Regions from separate parts of the Mus musculus genome. Here region 2 is linked to region 1. Evidence: chromatin contacts called from public capture Hi-C data. All regions are on one chromosome and are shown on one strand. The core of a region is the stretch at or near the end of the contact, and the rest is flanking DNA. Distances in the headings are between cores, read along the strand shown. Region 1 holds the start of Iapp (islet amyloid polypeptide). Region 2 holds the start of Abcc9 (ATP-binding cassette, sub-family C (CFTR/MRP), member 9).

What was found. Capture Hi-C pulls out chosen DNA fragments and counts their contacts.
Region 2: a contact with region 1 is called in a capture Hi-C map of embryonic stem cells, with 3 times the contacts expected there. The contact joins the promoter of Abcc9 here to the promoter of Iapp in region 1. A contact is called at or near these places in 2 of 39 promoter capture datasets (embryonic stem cells and stem cell-derived epiblast-like cells) and 1 of 9 other capture datasets (embryonic stem cells).

The regions. Positions count from the first base shown.
Region 1 is chr6:142,295,249-142,300,845 of GRCm38.p6, reverse strand. Iapp (islet amyloid polypeptide) reads right to left here and starts at 2,421. Exons shown (of 3, transcript NM_010491.2): 1 at 2,336-2,421; 2 at 1,915-2,009. The coding sequence starts at 1,997. All of the region lies in intron 1 of Slco1a5 (solute carrier organic anion transporter family, member 1a5), which reads left to right.
Region 2 is chr6:142,699,858-142,705,454 of GRCm38.p6, reverse strand. Abcc9 (ATP-binding cassette, sub-family C (CFTR/MRP), member 9) reads left to right here and starts at 3,181. Exons shown (of 40, transcript NM_011511.2): 1 at 3,181-3,291; 2 at 3,552-3,638.

The sequences.
Region 1 (5,597 bases), core at 1,172-3,671:
CTCTGTTTGAAGATGCTCTTGGCAGTGATGGGGGCATAGTATAGAGTTCTTTACAGGCAAGTTGTGGGACTGGACTGTGCCGACTGACTAGAGGGAAATAACAGCATCTTAAGTTATTCTAAATAAAACATTGAGTTAATGAAAGGAGCACTACTCCTCATGAAAGACTCATCAAGAACTCTTAAGCTTGTTTTATAGACATGAAATTGCTCCCCAAGGGAAGCTCCTACCTAAAGGTGATGTGAGCATGCCAAAGACTCTTCAAAAATAATTGTTAGGATGCTGGGAAAGGGTGAACCAGCTAGTGCAAGAAATGATAACCCTACTCTAGGCATTTTTCTTAAGGACTTGCCTACATTAACATTCATATTTAGAGGTATGCAGACATTCCTGGGAGCTCCCAGTGATCCAAATACACATGAGCATGTATATGTGTATCCCCATCACCAAAAAGTCACTGATGCAAAGATGTGCGTTGAGACATATTAAAGACATCTTGTTAGCATGTACAAGATAAATGATTATAAGAAAACACAGAAAATAAGGTGTCAGACAGTAATGCTGTAAATTATTCTATTTTGGAGTAAAAGATCATCCACAGACACACCTGCTAGGGGTACTGAGCAAATCTCTGTATGTACAAGAAGAATGATACAAATTACTACCAGACACATTTGTTATGCTATTGAATTTCCCATAATCATTCAATTGTTCTGCTTATCAGAAATTTCATATTGCTTTTACGGTTATTTTTAACCATAAAATAAGCCAATTGAAAATTACAGTTAGTTCTGAGAACACCCAGTGAAACCAGGTAACTCTTGAAATGACAAAAACCATTTTCTGATAATTCCTGGTATTAGTCATAAAAATGATGTAGAAATGTATGCATGCACATTGACACAGACATTCACCCAAGAACAAATACACCAGGGAAAATAAAGAGATGATGACGGTAATTCTAATGAGAGACTTAAATTACATTCCTTTTCAAAAGGAAAATTAATTCTTCATGCTATCAACGAGTGCCTAAGTTTGTTCTTTTATGAATATATGGAGCAAATTGATTTAGGCACAAATTCTCATTACCTTATTTAAATGAGATTCAGAGATTTGGACTCAGGAATCTTTTAAATAGATGGAAAATTACAGTTTTAAGTGGCTTCCATTTGAAGGTTGTAATTACTATTATTCTGTCAGCTGTCTTAAATTACCTTAGATTTCTTCAAACTACCATTTAGTTTTCTTTATTTACCTTTGAAATTTCCAACAAACCTTCCTCAGAAATTATAAGTATGTATAGTCTACACATTACAAACATTTCAGGTTTCACTAATTTATATCCACAGGGGCTCAAAAGTCATTTTCTGATGTAAAAATAACTTCTTATAACTCTGTAATGTCACAGTATGGAATGACTTTCGAATGACTTTAAAACTAATTTTGAAATTTAACTTCTTAAAATCATTCATTTGCTTCCTATTTTTTTAAAGTAAAATATACTTACAGACCCTCTGGAAGAGGGAGAAGAACCTGTTAGTATCCACCAGAATTCCAACTGATATAAAAACATTTTTTTAAAATTTTTGTTGATGGAATTCCTTCAGTTTCTTTTAGTACTGCAGTCACTCAGTGTGGATGTCCGTGTTTCAGTTGCCCCACCACCCCACCCTGGGTTTGCCCCTGTATGTCCTAAAACATGTTCAGGCAGACGTCTCTAAGCATGCCTGTCTATTAAACATCAATCCTTAGTTGCTGACCTTGTCCTTAAAGAACACAGGGTTATGAAACCACTTAGCTTTAAGTACTTCTCATAGCCAGGATTTGCTTAGAAATGGAATGGTTTACATAGCAGTGCAGAATTCTGATTTCCCCACATTTTTCAAAAGAAGTAGAAATCTTCAGGTCACCAACCTTCTGACAGGTGTAGCTCTCAAGTGGTTCAGTGCCACAGAGAGGATGAGGAGGACAGCTGGCAGTTTGGAGATGCACATCATTTCTCAAGATCCCTGAAAAGAAAAAAAAAAAACCCACAGAAATCAAGCTACCTCTTTCTGTTCTGATTGATGCAAGTGTAAATTGGAACCATCAAAGAAAGTTTAAAATGTATTTTACAAAGATCTCTGTTATTTTTCCTTTTTTTTTTTTTTACTGATGCTCAACACCTTTGAAATAGTACCAAATGTTCAATTTTCTTTGTAAAACAACCTGAGAATTTCTATTACCATACACTATTCTTTTACTCTTTTTCCTGAAATGCGTGCGTCCTACAGGTAACACAAAGATTGTTTTCTTTTACTAAGTATTATCTTCCCAAGCACAGGGTATCCTTTACCTTTCAGTGGTCCGAGGCAGCAATATCAGAAAATGCTTTGACAGCCTGAAGCTTCAGGAACTACAGCCCAAGTCTGCATGCACGACTTGGCAATTAGCAAGCTGGCTCTTATATATCCTTCAACTTGCTTAGCTCTGTCACCAGAGAGACTGTCATTAATGTCCATCCTGTAGATGAAAGGGTTTCATTGGCAGATGGAGCAGGTGGGCCATCAACACATTAACACTTAGGTAAATATTAGTAGACCACATACTGAGTGCCTTTGTGTGGGTGATGGCGCATCAGGGGCCGTAGGCGTTTAGAGTTTCATTTTTTTTTTTGTGAGATACAAGTGAATTTTTGAACAATTAAGTCTGACAGTAAGGAAGTGACTTTTTAAAAGATAGTAATTAGGAATAACAATAAAGTGTATTTATATGCAAAGAGAATGCTAGGGAAATGGAGAAGTCATAGCCAAGGGCAAATGATCCATTTTCTCAGTGTCATGGATACTCAGAAACATTTTATCATACCACAGTAAGAACTGTTTTTAAAAAGTACATAAACTGGACCCCCGACATCTCTCAAACACTGGACTACTAAACAGACAGCACACACCAGCTGATATGGGGCCCCCAACACACATACAGTAGAGAACTTCCTGGTATGTGTTCCTTCTGAAATGATGCACCTAACCCTCAAGAGCCTGGAGGCCCCAGGGAGTTTAAAGGTCAGGTGGGTTGAGGGTTGGGGGCATCCACATGGAGAAGGGGGTGGGTGGAGAGGAGGTATGGGATGTGGAGCAGTCGGAGGGTGGATGGGGAGTGGGGTGGGGAATGGAATACAGAGTGTAAAAAGTAAATTAATTTAAACAAGTCAATAAAAAACCCATACAATAAACTGCATTATTCAATTACTATAAAAAGTACATAAAAGGAAAAAATAACTGGACTCAGATTTAAAAAAAAATCTACAGGGAATTTGGAGGGAGTGTGTGAAGTACAGAGCATTCTGGGAGCAGCTGGAGGGAAGAACGGGGTTGAATTTGTTCAAGGCACATTTGTATGCATGTATGAGAATCTCTACGGGTAAAGAAACAATGTACATCTTTAAAGGAAAGCAAACGTCATTCATAAAGATATGCAGAACACCAAATCTTTCTGTCTAAAGATTTATTTATCAGGAATTAGACAGACACCTCATTTTACATAGGCACATATCGTTTAATCATTATTGATTGATTGGTTCATTGAGTAGTTGGTTGACTGTATGTGTTCACGTTTAAGTGTTTTTTTTAAAATTAATTTATTTTTTACACTCCATATTCCATTCCCTGCCCCTAACCACTCTCCCATTGCTCCACATTCCACACCTCCTCCCCAGCCCCCCCCATCTCCACGTGGTTGCCCCCCTCCCCACCTGACCTCCAAACTCCCTGGGGCCTCCAGTCTCTTGAGTGCCTTTATGTAGCGGCCTGAGGACAACCTCAGGAGTCAGCCTTAGAAGGGCTAAGTTGTCTTCACTGATACAGAAGCTATCATTGACCTGGAACTCATCAGTTAAGCTACTATGGCTGGCAAGGGCGTCGATTTTCAGCTTCTCTAGTTCAGGGATATGATGGACATACCATCACTCCCTACAGTTTATAGAGGTCCTAAAGGCAGGTTCTTGTGTGACTCAAGCTCTTTACTGACTGAGTTGTCTCCTCAGCCCCTGATACCTTATTTAAATGGAGTTTGTCCTACAACAGCTTTCTAAGAGAAAGAGCACAGGAAAATTCATGGTCTTCTGTTTCTAATCATATCCTTATTCCATTTAAGAGATTCCATATTGTTCTGACATGCAGCCTCATGTTGCCCAGTCTGGTATTCAACTCCATAGTCGAGGATGACCTTGAACTCTTAATCTTGCCTCATCTCCAAAGTGCTTGTATTGCAAATGCCACTCCTGGGTTTTAGTTTAAGTTCACTTGCCTAAAAGTGTATCCTTATGTATGATAGGTAGCATATACTTTTTATTTTTACTCTTGAAGACATTATATGTCAGCTATAACCACTTAACTAGCCATACCAGCTTAACCACTGGTATGTCTAAAAAGAAAAGTGGTGTCCTTATAGAGAGAAGTAGTTCCTGATTATACTGTGTGAATTTTATAAAACTCTGTAGAAACCCTTTTGATCTTTTCTTTATTCTTGGCCTATGAATTTTCATCTGATGTATTTTGGGCTATATTTATCATCAGAGTGGAAAACCTGCATTTTAAGTATATAAACTTGAGCCTTCCCAAGATGGGATTGAACCGAAGGTTCCCTGAACACTAGGCTCCCTCCACCACTGAGTGATAGCCTCAGCCCCCCAGCATCTCTTTTGTTTCAGACACTGAACTGAATAAGGGTTGGAGAGGTGACTTAGAGGTGAGGTGGATTAAGTTCCCACTGGATAAACCCTCAGGTCTAGCTGGTGTAGAGGCTTCAGCAGATACTAATGGAGAGAGTGACAATGAAATCATCCTAAGGGCATTTCAGCCTAGGATAGCATGTAGTCAGGGATGCTCGAGTGACCATTTCAGCTAGAGTCAGCCAACCTGTGAAGCCAGTGCAGCCCAGCAGCCCAAAGCTAAATCTCTCTACTGGCTAGAGCTTGGGGAACTGTGGGACTCTCCCCCATGAACATCCCAGAAATAAACTGTATCTTTAGGTTTATATGAACATGGAGTAGGGAGGTTGTCCTGAATATAGGGGCAAAATCTTAATGAGTCTTGCATGGAGTGAGTCTGATTAATTTGCTCATTTTATTTCTCTTACTTAAATTGTTTTCTGTGGTATTCATTTGAGTAGGAAGTTATAATATTTCATGAAATATTCCAAAAAGTTCTTTAGACTTAATATACTTACCTCTTTGCATTGTGTGTGTTATAATTCTGTACAGATACGAACAGGTACTTTTAATCTTAAAAAGAATAAACACCTAAAGAACCACTATTAAGATATGTATCTGCTTGGAAGAAACACAAAACTAAAAAGTTGGTGGTAGCAATGAATTAGTAAGAATTTACTATGAGGAGATCTTGTTGACAGGTAGAGATTGGTAGGGAAGGCTTTGGACAATGGCTTAAATGGAGGGGTATATAGTCTCAGGCCCCAGAGATTTTCTGACCCATTAGGGATCTGTGGGGGTTTGTGAGTGAAGCTGTGTATTCTTCAGTTTGACTGATGTTCCCCAAAGTCAGTGCATATAATATTTTAGTCCATCAGTCATTTGGTGAGTGAAACTTACCTAAACT
Region 2 (5,597 bases), core at 1,932-4,431, 400 kb before region 1:
TATCTCTGGGAATGACCAGGCTGGCCTCTAACTTACCTTTGCCTCCCGAGTGTTGGGAATGAAGGTATGTGCCACCATATCTGACCCCAGAGGGTGGATCTTAAATAAATTACCTACTAGAATTAATTAAAATTGTATTTAGGAAAAGATACTATGGAAAATTCAGAATTGTAAGCTCAATATCACGAGATGTGTTTAAGTCACAGAATGAAATATTATGCCACAATTTAAATTATTTCTATGATAAGTTTTAAGTGTCACTGGAGAAAAATTATTGTAAGAGAGACAGATTATGTTGTGTTGCCAATAATCAAAACATGCATAGCAAAAATAGTTTGAGATCAAGACTCTCATGAGTGTTTATTCCGAGGTTGAGCGTCTGATGCCTTAACATTGAGTCTGGAACACATGAACCATGATTTGTTCCACTGAAGAACAAGAAAGGAGGCCTTGTAGAATTGTCCAGCCATTGAGATAGTGAACAGAAGTGATAACCAGAAGTCCAGCTAGTTTCCCTTGCCTCTCTTGCTTGCTCTTATCCTCTTCATCCTGTCTATCTGTCCATTTCTCTGTCTATATGTCTGTCCATCCATCATATATATATATATATATATATATATATATATATATATATATATATATATATATATATATATAGAGAGAGAGAGAGAGAGAGTGAGAGTCTATCTATTCATCATTTACCAACTATCTATAAAATCTATCTATCATCTATCTTTATCCAGCCACTCATCTATGTCTTACCTATCCATCTGTCTATTTATCTCTATTTATCTATTTATCTCTATCTCCTACCTATCATCAATCACCTATCTATCTAATCTATCAATCTATCAATCAATCATCTACCATCTCCTATGTATGTATGTATGTATGTATGTATGTATCTATCTATCTATCCATCTCTTTTGGTGTTATCCTATGTCCCAGGCTTGTTTGAGCACCCTGCCCATCAGCCTCTCTGTGCTTTCTCCTGGTACACCTCAGAGCCTGGCAGGCTTTTCTTCCAAGTCCTTCTTTCATCCATCCAGCACACGACTTGTGTTTTTTACAGTCTGACACACGCTTACTTAATCTTCTAGGTGGGGGTCTTGGCATCTCCTACTTATTCACCTCTTCTTTGTACAATGAACATGTCTAGCTACGAGATATGACCTTAGAAAGAGATTAGTGATAATTCTTTTAAGTGATAATTTATTTCTCTTCAAGATCTATTTTTATCTTTCTGCGTGTATTTGCCTGAACATATGTATGTGGTGCAACATGTGCACCTGGTACCTTCAGAGGTCAAAAACGGGTATCAGATCTCCTGGAAATGGAGTTACAGACACTTGTGAACCCCTACATAGGTTCTACAAGAGCAGCAAGCACTCTTAGTCACCGAGCTGTGAGTCCAGGCTCATTAATAGTAGTATATTTTTTAAAATTCTAAGTGCAATTTCCTTTTGAGTATTTCTATTCAAACTGTATATTTGGCATTATCTGTCTCCTAGTTCCCAATTCTCTGCCCGACTTGGTGTTTCCACATTCTGGACACAATTCTGAGTTTCCCTGTTCTCGAACCACACTCTCTTTTCCTGGCCCCAAAAGCTTGCTATAGGGTGCAGTTACATGCCATTCCGAGGCCGTAAGATCAGTCCAGGATCATCGTAGGTGCCAGCTCTTTCTGGCCTTGGAGGCCCCTGGAAGTGGTACATTCTGGCTCTGGAAGCTGGCCAAGGCTGCAAGGACCTTCCCAGAAAGTGACTCCATTCTCATCTCCTCTGGGGCATGCTGTGCTGGGGTCAGCTTCTGAGCAGCAACTTCTGGAGGCCAGGAGGCCATGGGGTGCTGAGTTCAACTTTAGGGACAGCATGAGGAACCTCGAAGGCACCAGCCCGCCAGGCTGACGAGCCTTTATCTGATCAGGACGGTTGCTACGAACACTGATTACTGCAAAGGACTCAAAACTGGCCCTTGGGAATCTCGAGAGTTTATTCAAGAGTTACTGAGGCCAAAAATTACCCAGTGTGATCATGGCTCATATCTGTAATCGTAACAATCTAGAAGCTGAGCCAGGAGGATTACTGCGAGTTTGAGTCCAAGCCAGGGTGTCTAACCTTCACCCCCTCAAAAAAAATTTTTTTTTAATTTAAAATTCACCCCTTACCACCAGAGGAAAAGTTATTGTGGAGTGTCACATATACATGCATATCTATATCAAAAGCGGGTGTGTGTGTGTGTGTGTGTGTGTGTGTGTGTGTGTGTGTGTGTGTGTGTGTGTGTGTGTAGCTGGCTTCTAACCTGCTATGTGTCTGCTTCTTGCTTTGAACTCCCTGCATCTTTCCCCCAAATGATGGCATTTCAGAAGAACACCAACCACAGTCTGCCTTCAATAGATATTGTTTTAAGCAAGTTTTGTTATTTTAAGAGTTAATTATATCTGTTTGTGAAAGCGATGAAACAAATGAACAAATAAAAAATACTGTTGATGCTGAAACTTGAAATCAAACTCAAATTTTGGAGTGCTCAGACAAGTGCCATTGGTCCATTAGTCTGGACCAGCAGGCAAATTCCCCGGGTCACTGAAAGATTCTGCCCTGTGCCTGCCCATCCAAGTGAGACAAGCATGCCTGGTGGCAGTTTGTTTTGCCTAGAATGAACTATTCAGTTCTCAGTCCTGCTGGGGGCGAAGCTGGGCGAATGGATGGCACTTTTAAATCATTTTTTGGTGGCTAAAGCTAAGGCTGCCTGCAGAGCTGATACTTTCCATGTTTTCATATCTGATAAGCCTCCTCTTTGAGGGTCTGGGGGTCGGTTTTTGCAAGTTCCGCTTTCTGGTGGAGTCTTGGGGGATCCACATATGGCGTGAGTTTGGCACATCTTCACTGCGCTCACCCGTAGGAGCAGCTCCGGAGGAGTGGGGAGTGGTGTGGAGGGTCTGGGGGAGGGTGGTCCTGAATGGGAATGGCCGGAGTGATGGAGGGTCCCAGGTAGGGATGATCCGGGCAAGGAGGGTGGGGGTGAAGAGGGTCCTGGATGGGGAGGGTCCCCGCCTCAGGCGTCTGGGGTGCCTGCAGTTTCCTGCCAGGGCGCGGCAGTGTCCGCCCCAGGCCACAGCGCAGCGCAGCGGAGGAGAAACGCGATAGGAGGCAGCAGCTGGCCTCCCACCACCCTAAAAATAATCCACTCGCCGGCTGCTGACCCGGGAGGAAAACTTGTCGTCCCATGGAGTGCGTGAGCTCCTCGGCTTGCTACAGAGAGATCCCCAACCACTCTGAGGAGTCACTGGCTGTAAGCTGTTGATTTTGATCTAGTATTCCGTCAGTAAAGGCATTCGCTATTTCTAGGATTCAGGGGACTTGCTGGCGAGAAGGTGGGATCAGGTTTCCAAAGTTTGACTTACACAATCCTGCCGGCTGGAGCCGAAACCGGCTGGAAACAGGGAAAGATGTCACTGATATATATATAGAGAGAGACTTTGTTAGCCATTCCCCTTTACAATTCACGCAGCAGCTTTTTCTCTACTAAATTTGTTACTCTTTGCTCTTTAGGAGAAATTTACATCTTCAGACGGTGGGCAGGCTGTTGGTAGCTCAAGTGCACCAGTAGGGGGACTAAGCCCTGGAGCCAAAGCCAAGGTATATTTATTTATTTATTTATTTATTTATTTATTTATTTATTTATTGTTTGCTTGTTTGCTCCGCGTTGGTTACAGTGTCTAAAAACAATCTTATCTGCGCAGGGGTCCCCAGCATTGTCTTTCTTGTGTCACAGAACGTCATAGCCCCTGGAGGGTAAACGCATGGACTAAGACTCGATAATGGATCAAGTCCGTGGTCATTTTCTTGCTAGGAAATTTCCTACTTGGATCTGTATAGAACCAGCCAGACAGCTAGTTAGACAGCCAGACACATCTACGCATTTTGTGAGGTCTCCACTGAGCAAGTTCAGTGAAACGATTGCAGCATTTGCTTTGGCGGAGGGTGGACATCCTGGGCACGTCGTGGGTGGGTCGTCGCTGCCTTAGGTGCCTTTCAGAGGTGAGCTTCTCATTCAGGATGCTTTGCCTAAGCGCTCAGTAGCTCAGGGGTGAGTTGTTCCACATGCAAGAAGGAAAGCTATCCCGTGCATGTTTGCTTTAGATGTGTCCAGAGCCCGAGCTTGGCTGACACTGTCAATGGGGTCACAACTGACAGTCGCTGCCGGGTGAGCAGGGAGGTGGCTGCTTCTCACTCAGTCTTAAGTGGCTGGCAAAAGTAACTAGCGTTTAGTTCCTGATATCTTTTAATATCTTAGCAGTTTTTGGAATTACTTCAGTTAACCTTTGTTCCTCTGTAGAAGTATCAGAAGAGTTGATAGATACATTACTAGAGTTTTGAACGGATACCATGTTTTATGCATACCAGGGGCTGGGGAACGTCTCACAGTGCAGGGCCAGGGCCAAGCACGCTGCTGTTGCTATTCTCCGCAGGAAACAAGAGGACTCCTCTTCCCTCTGTGTTCTGTCCTGCAGGCTACCCCACAGCCAAAGTCTCACTTTTGATCTGTTTTGAAGTTGGCTCCTTCCAAGTCCCCATCCCCAACGACTCTTGTAAGCACTTGACCGCCTTCCAGAGGGATTATGCTCGTGGGGAGAAGATGGGCTGCTTTCCCCTATGGTCCCTTTCCTCCTTGTTGCTGTCACTTTCGTGCACAAACTGAGCCTAAACAGATACAGGGGGAGGGGCACCAGCAATGGATGGCAGGTGACAGTCTGACCCTCAAGAGCATCAGTGTATGGCCTTCCTCAAGTGCTTACAACAGCCTGAGCTCTGGAAGGGAACCACAGACCAGACGCTGTTTGGAAATTTAAGGATTTATTAGAAGGCTGGGGTATAGTTTGGTTTGTAGGGTGAATGCCTGACATCATGAGGATCTGGATTCAAATCCTAGAACAAGATGCACAGATGTTCACACACACACACACACACACACACACACACACACACACACACACCATCTTGATTCAATATCTTTGATGGACACAACACCTAATATAGTATCTGCAGTAAACTTCCTCTTTTCCTACTTTTGGCTGTTGATGTAGCTGGCTATTAGAACCTTCTTCCTGCACAGTGGCTTTAGAGAAAGGAATCTGAAGGTCAAGAGGGGTGAGTAGAAGAGATGTCAAAAGGAAACATGGACATCTGTGTAAGGAGCAGAGAGGGTGGGAAGCAGGGTAGGGCACAGAGGTCATAGCAGAGGGAACAAAATCTAGATGTTTTTGTGGAATGCTATCATAGAGCTAGGGACAGGACATGTCGTTCAGTGACAGAGCATTGGCCCAGCATGTTTGATGCCTTGGGTTTGGTCTCCTGCGCTGCGCTGCACTGTGCAGACAGACAGACAAATAAGCAAGTAAATGACTTAACGTCTCATTTTGTCATTTCCACTAAATGAGGGACTAGTCTTAAAAGCCTCATTGCTGGCTGTTATTTTTTGATTGGTTTTCCATCTTTATCAAAAATATTTACTAATGTATATATATGAACATATAGCTTCCATTTTGTCATTATTTAAAAAAAATTCAATTCTTTCTCCCATATGAGTTTTATGAA